2 separate regions of the Gossypium hirsutum genome follow, and region 1 is linked to region 2. Evidence: chromatin contacts called from public Hi-C data. All regions are on one chromosome and are shown on one strand. The core of a region is the stretch at or near the end of the contact, and the rest is flanking DNA. Distances in the headings are between cores, read along the strand shown.

Region 1 (3,579 bases), core at 213-2,712, 87 kb after region 2:
ACTTCCTTGTGGTAATGTGAAGAACCTTGGTAGGCATTCTCACAGGTCCCTTAACCCTCAGTCTCTTATCCTTGGCACCACGAACCAGATCAGCACAAACTGTCAATTAGACATAGACATTAGACTAACCGATGATTAGTCTATCCATTTCATCCATATCAGGCCCCCAGAAAGTACTCATCACTATATGAAATTTAGCTAAGACAAGGAAAATTTGATAGTAACAAGATTATAGAGGTATAAGAAAAATCGGTACCTTTCTCAAGGTTTTTCACATTCTTGGAGGAGAGAGTGATTCTGATCTTGTGTATCTGTTCTTGGGGCTCCTCCAAACCAGGCTTGGTCGGCTTCATTGCAGCGTATGCCATAGTTTCTTTTGTGTTCTGTTCAGTACAATCAATTTCTAATAAATAAAAAGGTTATCGTCCAAAAGCAATTCACAAAATTAAAAATCTTAAGACTCAGTCAGCTTTTAGCTAGAAATATCAATATATAAACGATATTGCAAGGGGTGACGGCAATTAAATGCACATCAATTTTCTCACAAAATTCTCTCTTCAGTTTCAGTTCTCCCTTATTTTCTTTCTTCTTTGTCCTCATTCTTCTTTACCGATTTCTGAGTTGAAACATGTCATAAGAGATAACAGTCTGACTAGAACTCAAAAGGAAATGGGTTAATTGAAAAAAGGATGCTGACAGGATTGTCACCAAGGTTGAAAAAACTAGGAGCAGTTGAAAACGAGCTGCAATCTGAAATGCAAATGGGAGAAAAGTTCAGAGGTTGAAATGAGAAATATGTTTAAAAGATGCAGATGATGAAAGGCTCAATCAAAGGAATGGCTAAATTTGAGTCAAAGCTGAAAACTGTATTGTGAGTTGCCACAACAACAAAGTAATAAATCCAGGACTGCGGTTGCTACCAAAAATGTTGGTAGGTTCTAGGATTCAGACTAAATACTCCAAGGCCGAGTGTCACAAATTCGATGGTGGGGATTGTCAAGGATGGTTGCCTAAAATGGTTCTTTGAAGTAGATCAATCCAATGATTTTCATTTTAAAACAGTAAAGGAAATGTTGCGAAAATGGGAAAAGGTTGTAACCCAAAAATTGTGGGTTTTTACTTGTTTGATTGAAGATCAATCCCGTGAACTGGAGCTAAAACCCAGAATAAAGAAAACCTAAAGCACTGTTCTTTCTTATTTTGCACATTAATCTGACCCCAATTCCAAAGCAAGCTATTTTACACATCAAATTAAAATACCAAGGAAAATAAAAAGGAAAGAGAGAAGGAAACCTGGAAGAAGTGGATGAAGTGAAAGAAGTTAAGCAACAGCCTTTGGTTGCTTCTTTCCTCAAAAGCCAACGGAGTAAATATATTTTTAGAAGATATGCAAGGGGATCGGTAGCGGCAGAGGCTTTTATTATTAGGGTTAGGGTTTTTAGTTGGAAGGCTCCACCAAATAGATTTACGGGTCGGGCTGTCATATTTAGTGGGTAAATTACTTAGTTGGTCACCCAGCTTTTAGGGTGTTCCATGCAATTTCGTCACCTAACTTTTAGGGCATTTTTATTTTAGTCATTCAAGCATTAAATCTCTATCATATAGTACATGCCACATCATATTTATATTTTCATTTTGGTCACCCAAAAAATATCTTTTTTTAAGTATTTAGGGTAAAAAAATCAAGAATTAAAGTAAAAAGTAGTAGATGTTGAAATGATGCCACAAAATTGTTAAATTGTATTTGTTTATCCCATTGCGGAAAATACTAAATATCTTTTTTAATATTGAAAATTTTAAATTTCAAAAAATTAAAATAAATTCATAAATTGTTGAAAATTTTTTTATCCATTGATAATGTCAACTGATTTGTTACTATAATATTGAAATTAATTAATTTAATCTCCTCTAAATTTTAATATTTTATTTTATGTTTCCATATTATCCTTAACGAAAAGAACTCAAATAACTCATTTTAATAATTTTTTACGAAACTAAAAGTTCTTTTGGTTATATAATCTTGAATATTCCTAAACTAAAACCAAAGCAAAAATACTTGTAATTAATTAAATTAATTATTTGTTCTTCATTTGGGTAAAGAAGTGATGACAAAAATTATGAGTTTTATTTGGTATGAAATATAAAATTAATTAATTTGAAGGATTTTTCTTTACTCTTAGCTTAACATGAAAATTTTAAGATTATATAATCAAAAGAAATTTAAGTTTCGTAGATAATTACTAAAGATGAATTATTTGAGTTTAATTTGAAAAATGAAATAAATTTTAAATTTTAAATAAAAAAGTAAAATTTTATCGAAAAAATTGAAAAATAAACTTAGAATTTTAGGAATATTGTAAAAACAATTTCTAAATAAAATGTCTAATCTACCCTTATTCTATATAGGAGTTGAAATTAAAAAATTGATTGAAAAATCTAATTTACCCCTATTTTACTCTAAATAGGAGTTGAAAATATATAATATATAAATATAGGTAATTAAAATGTGATAAATAAAATAATATATTAAAGATCATATTAAAGAAAAATTTCACCAATATAAACATAAATAGAATTAAAGAAAAAAATGAATAATATGATTTAATATTCTAATAAATAAATAGAGAAAGCAATGATAAATGGATCACTAATAAGAAAACTATAAAAAAAATGTGTATTAAACATGTAAAATAAATAAATTCGTGCAGTTGAACTAAATTCCTTTCATCTCGAAATCTTAAAGAAAAACTCAAAAATTGACCTTTTTCATTTAAAAAAATGGGAGACCTTCAACATCATAGCCACAGTCGACCATATACAACTACCGTTTACTATTTTTAGTCCACTAGTTCTCATCACTATCCTCGCATTAGTTCTCTTGTTCTTCATGCATGATCCTTCCTTTTCTTTACCAAGAAAAGAGATGGGGGTTTTATACAAAACCAAATGTTGTAATAGCAAATGTAATTAAACCAATGATTTAATTGAAAAATATCAATTTATATGTAACTCCCAACTTTACTACCTCATACTAATTTTGTTTTGACCACTTTAAAATTAATAATACTTTTAAGTCTAGATTATCCTAGTTTAACATACCTATTTTGTCCTTTCATTAAACTTAGTATACCTATTTTATCCCAATTTACTTAGGTAAGAACTGAAAGTATATTATACTAGAAATATAAGATCAAAATTTTAAGGGTAAACTACAAAAGTAGTCACTTTTATTTGTCTCTATTACATTTTAGTCACTTATATTTGAAATGTTATGTTTTAGATACGAAGTGGTCACTCTACCATTAAACTCTATTACCTCCCTAGTGGCAGTCCTACGTGACAATCCAAATGGGTTTTAATGCCAACTTGGATGTTTAACTGCTGAGATGAAAATATGTTTTTAATTAAATAAATTTAATTTGGACTGCCATATAAGACATCCAAGTTGGCATTTAAAACCCATTTGAACTGCCACGTAGGGCCGTCGTCAGGGAGGTAACGGTAGAGTGACCACTTCGTAACAAAACGATAACGTAAGTGACTAAAATGTAATATTTCAAACATAAATGGCTAAAATGT
Region 2 (3,443 bases), core at 571-3,070:
TAAATCAAAAGGGCAAATTGTTCCTTTCAGTTGAAAATTTCATTCATTTGTACTGATAAAAACTGGCATAGCTGACGGAATAACCAAAAAGTAACACATGACGTGTCATGTGTATCTGATACTGATGTACAAGGACCATTTTTTAACTGTAGAACTGGATGAAATTTTTTACAGAAAGATCAGTTTGCTTTTTTATCCAATATATGTGGACTAATTTGCTCAAAATGCATGACTCTTAGTACAAGGACATCTATCGTACTTTTTTCAAGACTGACATATCAAAGTCTTCTTTGATTTACCAGCTCATCAGTTTCTACAACCAAAATTTATCTCTTTTATACATATACATGCTTATATAATCATTGGTCTTCTTCGGTCTACCCGTTAAACAGTTTTTACAACCAAATATATATGTATGTGAATGTATATATACATGTATGCCTTATGCACTTAATTTAAGCACTCTTGAGTAATTTGGTGCATAAGGATAAATGGTATAGCAAATGAATGAACTATACTACCTTCTCAATTTCCTCAAGCACAGCTTTAGCAACCTCACCCTTTTGTTCAAAGAGTTCATCCAAATCCATCCTTGGAACTAGAGCTCGAACCACTACCACCAACAAGGGAAAAAAAGTGAGACGAAATGGGATGCATAAATGGTTTTAGTTTACCAAAAAAGGAGCATAATATTATAGGCTGATACGCATAAAGAAAGCCAAAGAAAATGACCATCAAACACAAAAGCCTGGATCTGTTCTTTGGGATTTTGCAGCTCATAGAATGCATCATCAGCATGTCGTTTCATCACTCGGTATTGAATGGAGCAAACCAATTGAACAAAAACATTGTCCTACAAAATGTAACATTCTCATATTCATACTCATTGATCTTCAGCTAGTAGAGCAACAATATCAATGTAAATATTGTTCAAAATTGGGCGATTTCCCCGCAAAACAAGCACACACACACACACACACAAAAAAAAAAGAACTGATAAAATTCATATGATGAATTGATTAGAAATAGAGTAGCTAGGCATATTGATGGAAGGGGTTAATAAGGGAATTGACCTTGGTTTTGGTCTCGATGCGGACATCGAGAGAAGAGATTCGGGTAGAAAGGACGCCGGCGAGCCATTGACCGGCGCAGGGGTTAAATAAGTGAAGGCCAGGCTCCGCCAACTTCTCGAAACGACCCCACCTCTCCACCACGCCGATACTGGCCTGATCGACGCACGCAAAGAATATGCAAGACGTATTCCCCATTTTTTTCTCGATCGATAATAAACAAAACGGATGAAACAAAAAAGAAAGAATTAAAATCAAATGAAAGAAGGCGGAATTCTTTGGTTCTTGATTACGAGTTAAGACGGTGAAAAGTAGGAGATTCGGTGTGGACGGACGACGATAAGGATTTGGATTCTCGACTTCTCGTGTCGCCTCCTTGGTGGTGATTTTTTTTATTTTGAGAAAAAAAGTTGGTTTTAATTGGATTTGGATAGCAGCCAGGGTTGCTTCTTGACGTAGGCGATTATCACCTTTTGCTTGACCCATTGCATTTTTGAAGTACAGAAAAGACAAAATAGAAATAAAGTATATTTACTAAAACGCTCCATAATATGGAATGGTTATTATCTTCTGTTTTCGTACTCTGAAGATATCATACCAGAATATCTCACCAGACTCTGATCAAACAAGTAAATTTCACATGACTTTACCCAAAGTATCCCAGCAAACACAAAGAGCCATCATAAAGCTAGGGAGATGAATATAAAATTAAGGGTTTACAAAGTTACAACACTCATGACAATGAAAGCACAAAATATCCAAAAACTTAAAAAGCTTGACATGAAAATCCAGTTGAAACCGAGTCTACACGCCCAGATCTTGAACCACTGCTTCCATGGATGGTCTTTCTACAGGACACTCGTGAGTGCAATGCCAAGCAATTCTTGCAAGTTTAGCTGCTTCATATTCCAAGTACCTACCATGGAGGTTTGAGTCTATAAAATCTTGGATTCTACAACATTCACCTCCAACTCGTACCAACCTAGTCACATTTCGTTTCCCACCAAGGACTTGAAAAACCACGACCCCAAATGCATAAACATCACTCTTCTCGGTAAACCGGCCTGTACTAGTGTATTCAGGAGCTAAGTAACCCATAGCAGCACTGCCCTTGAGCGTTGCAAACACGATATCATTGGTAAGGAGGTTGTGCAAGCCCGAATCCGAGAGCAAAGGATTGAACTGATCATCGATGACCACTTTTTGAGCTGAAATGTTTTGGTGAACGAGGGCAGGTTTGTTTACTTCGTTACCATGCAAATATGCTATAGCTTTGGCTATGCCTTTAACAATGGAAACTCTTGTGGACCATTCCAAGACCTGTCCATTACCATCCTTGACATCAAGATAGCTTAGTAAATTCCCATTAGGGACAAAATCATATATGAGAAAGCACTCTCCCTGGGCCTTTGAACAACAGAACCCTCTCAATCCCACTAAATTTTCATGCTTCAATGAAGCCAAAACAATCAGTCCCCTCAAGAACTCAGCGTCATCTGATTTGCAACTAGTTTTGCCGATGCTTTTAATCGCAATAGCTGATCCATCCCTTAGAAACCCTCTATAAGTTGCGGAAAAGTTACTCTTCCCCAATAAATTTAACTCCGAAAAGTACTGAGTAGCTGTCTCCACCTCTTCTAAGTTGAACCTAAAGCTCTCGGCAAAGCCATTGTAGTTCCTGCCATCAGCCAAAGGATCCCAACCATTAGCATACTCAAGGCTAATGAGTGGAGATCCGTTCTTCTTACTAAACCCCTTGGTTTGATTGGTGCTAAGGCGGTTTTCAGGAACTTCAGATAAGCTACTAAGCTTCTGTTTCTGGCGACGATATTGCATGAATGTGACGAGTCCTATAACTGATAATGCAACTATGACAACAATCAGGGCAACAAGAATAGGACCCCTTTGAGACTTTGATGGCTTCGAGCAGGGTTTTTGCTCACAAGGTAACTGAAGATTTGCCGTCTCCGGTATTTCTCTAGTAACACCAGCTGCCCCTGACCCATACACCTCAGGTTTGCTTGGATTAATATGATCAGAATCATTACAAACTTTCAATGATGCAAAACCAGACCCACATAGACCCGGATTATTTTGAAACAAGAATCCATCATTCAGTCTCTTAAGAGCTACATCAAACCAAGAAGGGAAAAAAATCAAATGAAGTTCATTATTATTTTTCCATAAAGCCAAGCAGAATATAGTTATATATAATAAATAAATAAAAAAGATGAGTACCAAGAGGGACATTGCCAGAAAGTGAATTGTTCCGAATGTCTAGAACTTGAAGCAAAGGAGCATCAGCTAGTTTCAAAGGGATTGAACCAAAGAAACTATTGAAACTCAAATCAAGCCTTATTAATGTACCCAAAT

Evidence for each region. A called contact is a pair of places that touch in the nucleus more often than the background predicts.
Region 1: a Hi-C map of leaf shows a contact between it and region 2, with 2.4 times the contacts expected there. The contact joins the enhancer-like site here to the promoter of LOC107892040 in region 2. A contact is called at or near these places in 10 of 34 Hi-C or Micro-C datasets (callus, hypocotyl, leaf and 1 more).

What each region holds. Positions count from the first base shown.
Region 1 is chrD09:23,303,744-23,307,322 of Gossypium_hirsutum_v2.1, forward strand. It overlaps the pseudogene LOC107892038. Among protein-coding and RNA genes, the nearest start is that of LOC107892686, 9.3 kb to the right of the region's middle. Within about 2 kb of position 1,463, at least 7 of the 9 cell types and tissues checked have an H3K27ac peak or open chromatin away from gene starts, as enhancers often do. A contact at or near this core is called in leaf, where this site is marked.
Region 2 is chrD09:23,216,757-23,220,199 of Gossypium_hirsutum_v2.1, forward strand. LOC107892040 (hypersensitive-induced response protein 4) reads right to left here and starts at 1,821. Exons shown (of 5, transcript XM_041101710.1): 1 at 1,074-1,821; 2 at 733-853; 3 at 522-613. The coding sequence starts at 1,556. It overlaps LOC107892039 (somatic embryogenesis receptor kinase 1), which reads right to left. Exons shown (of 3, transcript XM_016817006.2): 2 at 3,309-3,443; 3 at 1,749-3,199. The coding sequence ends at 1,875.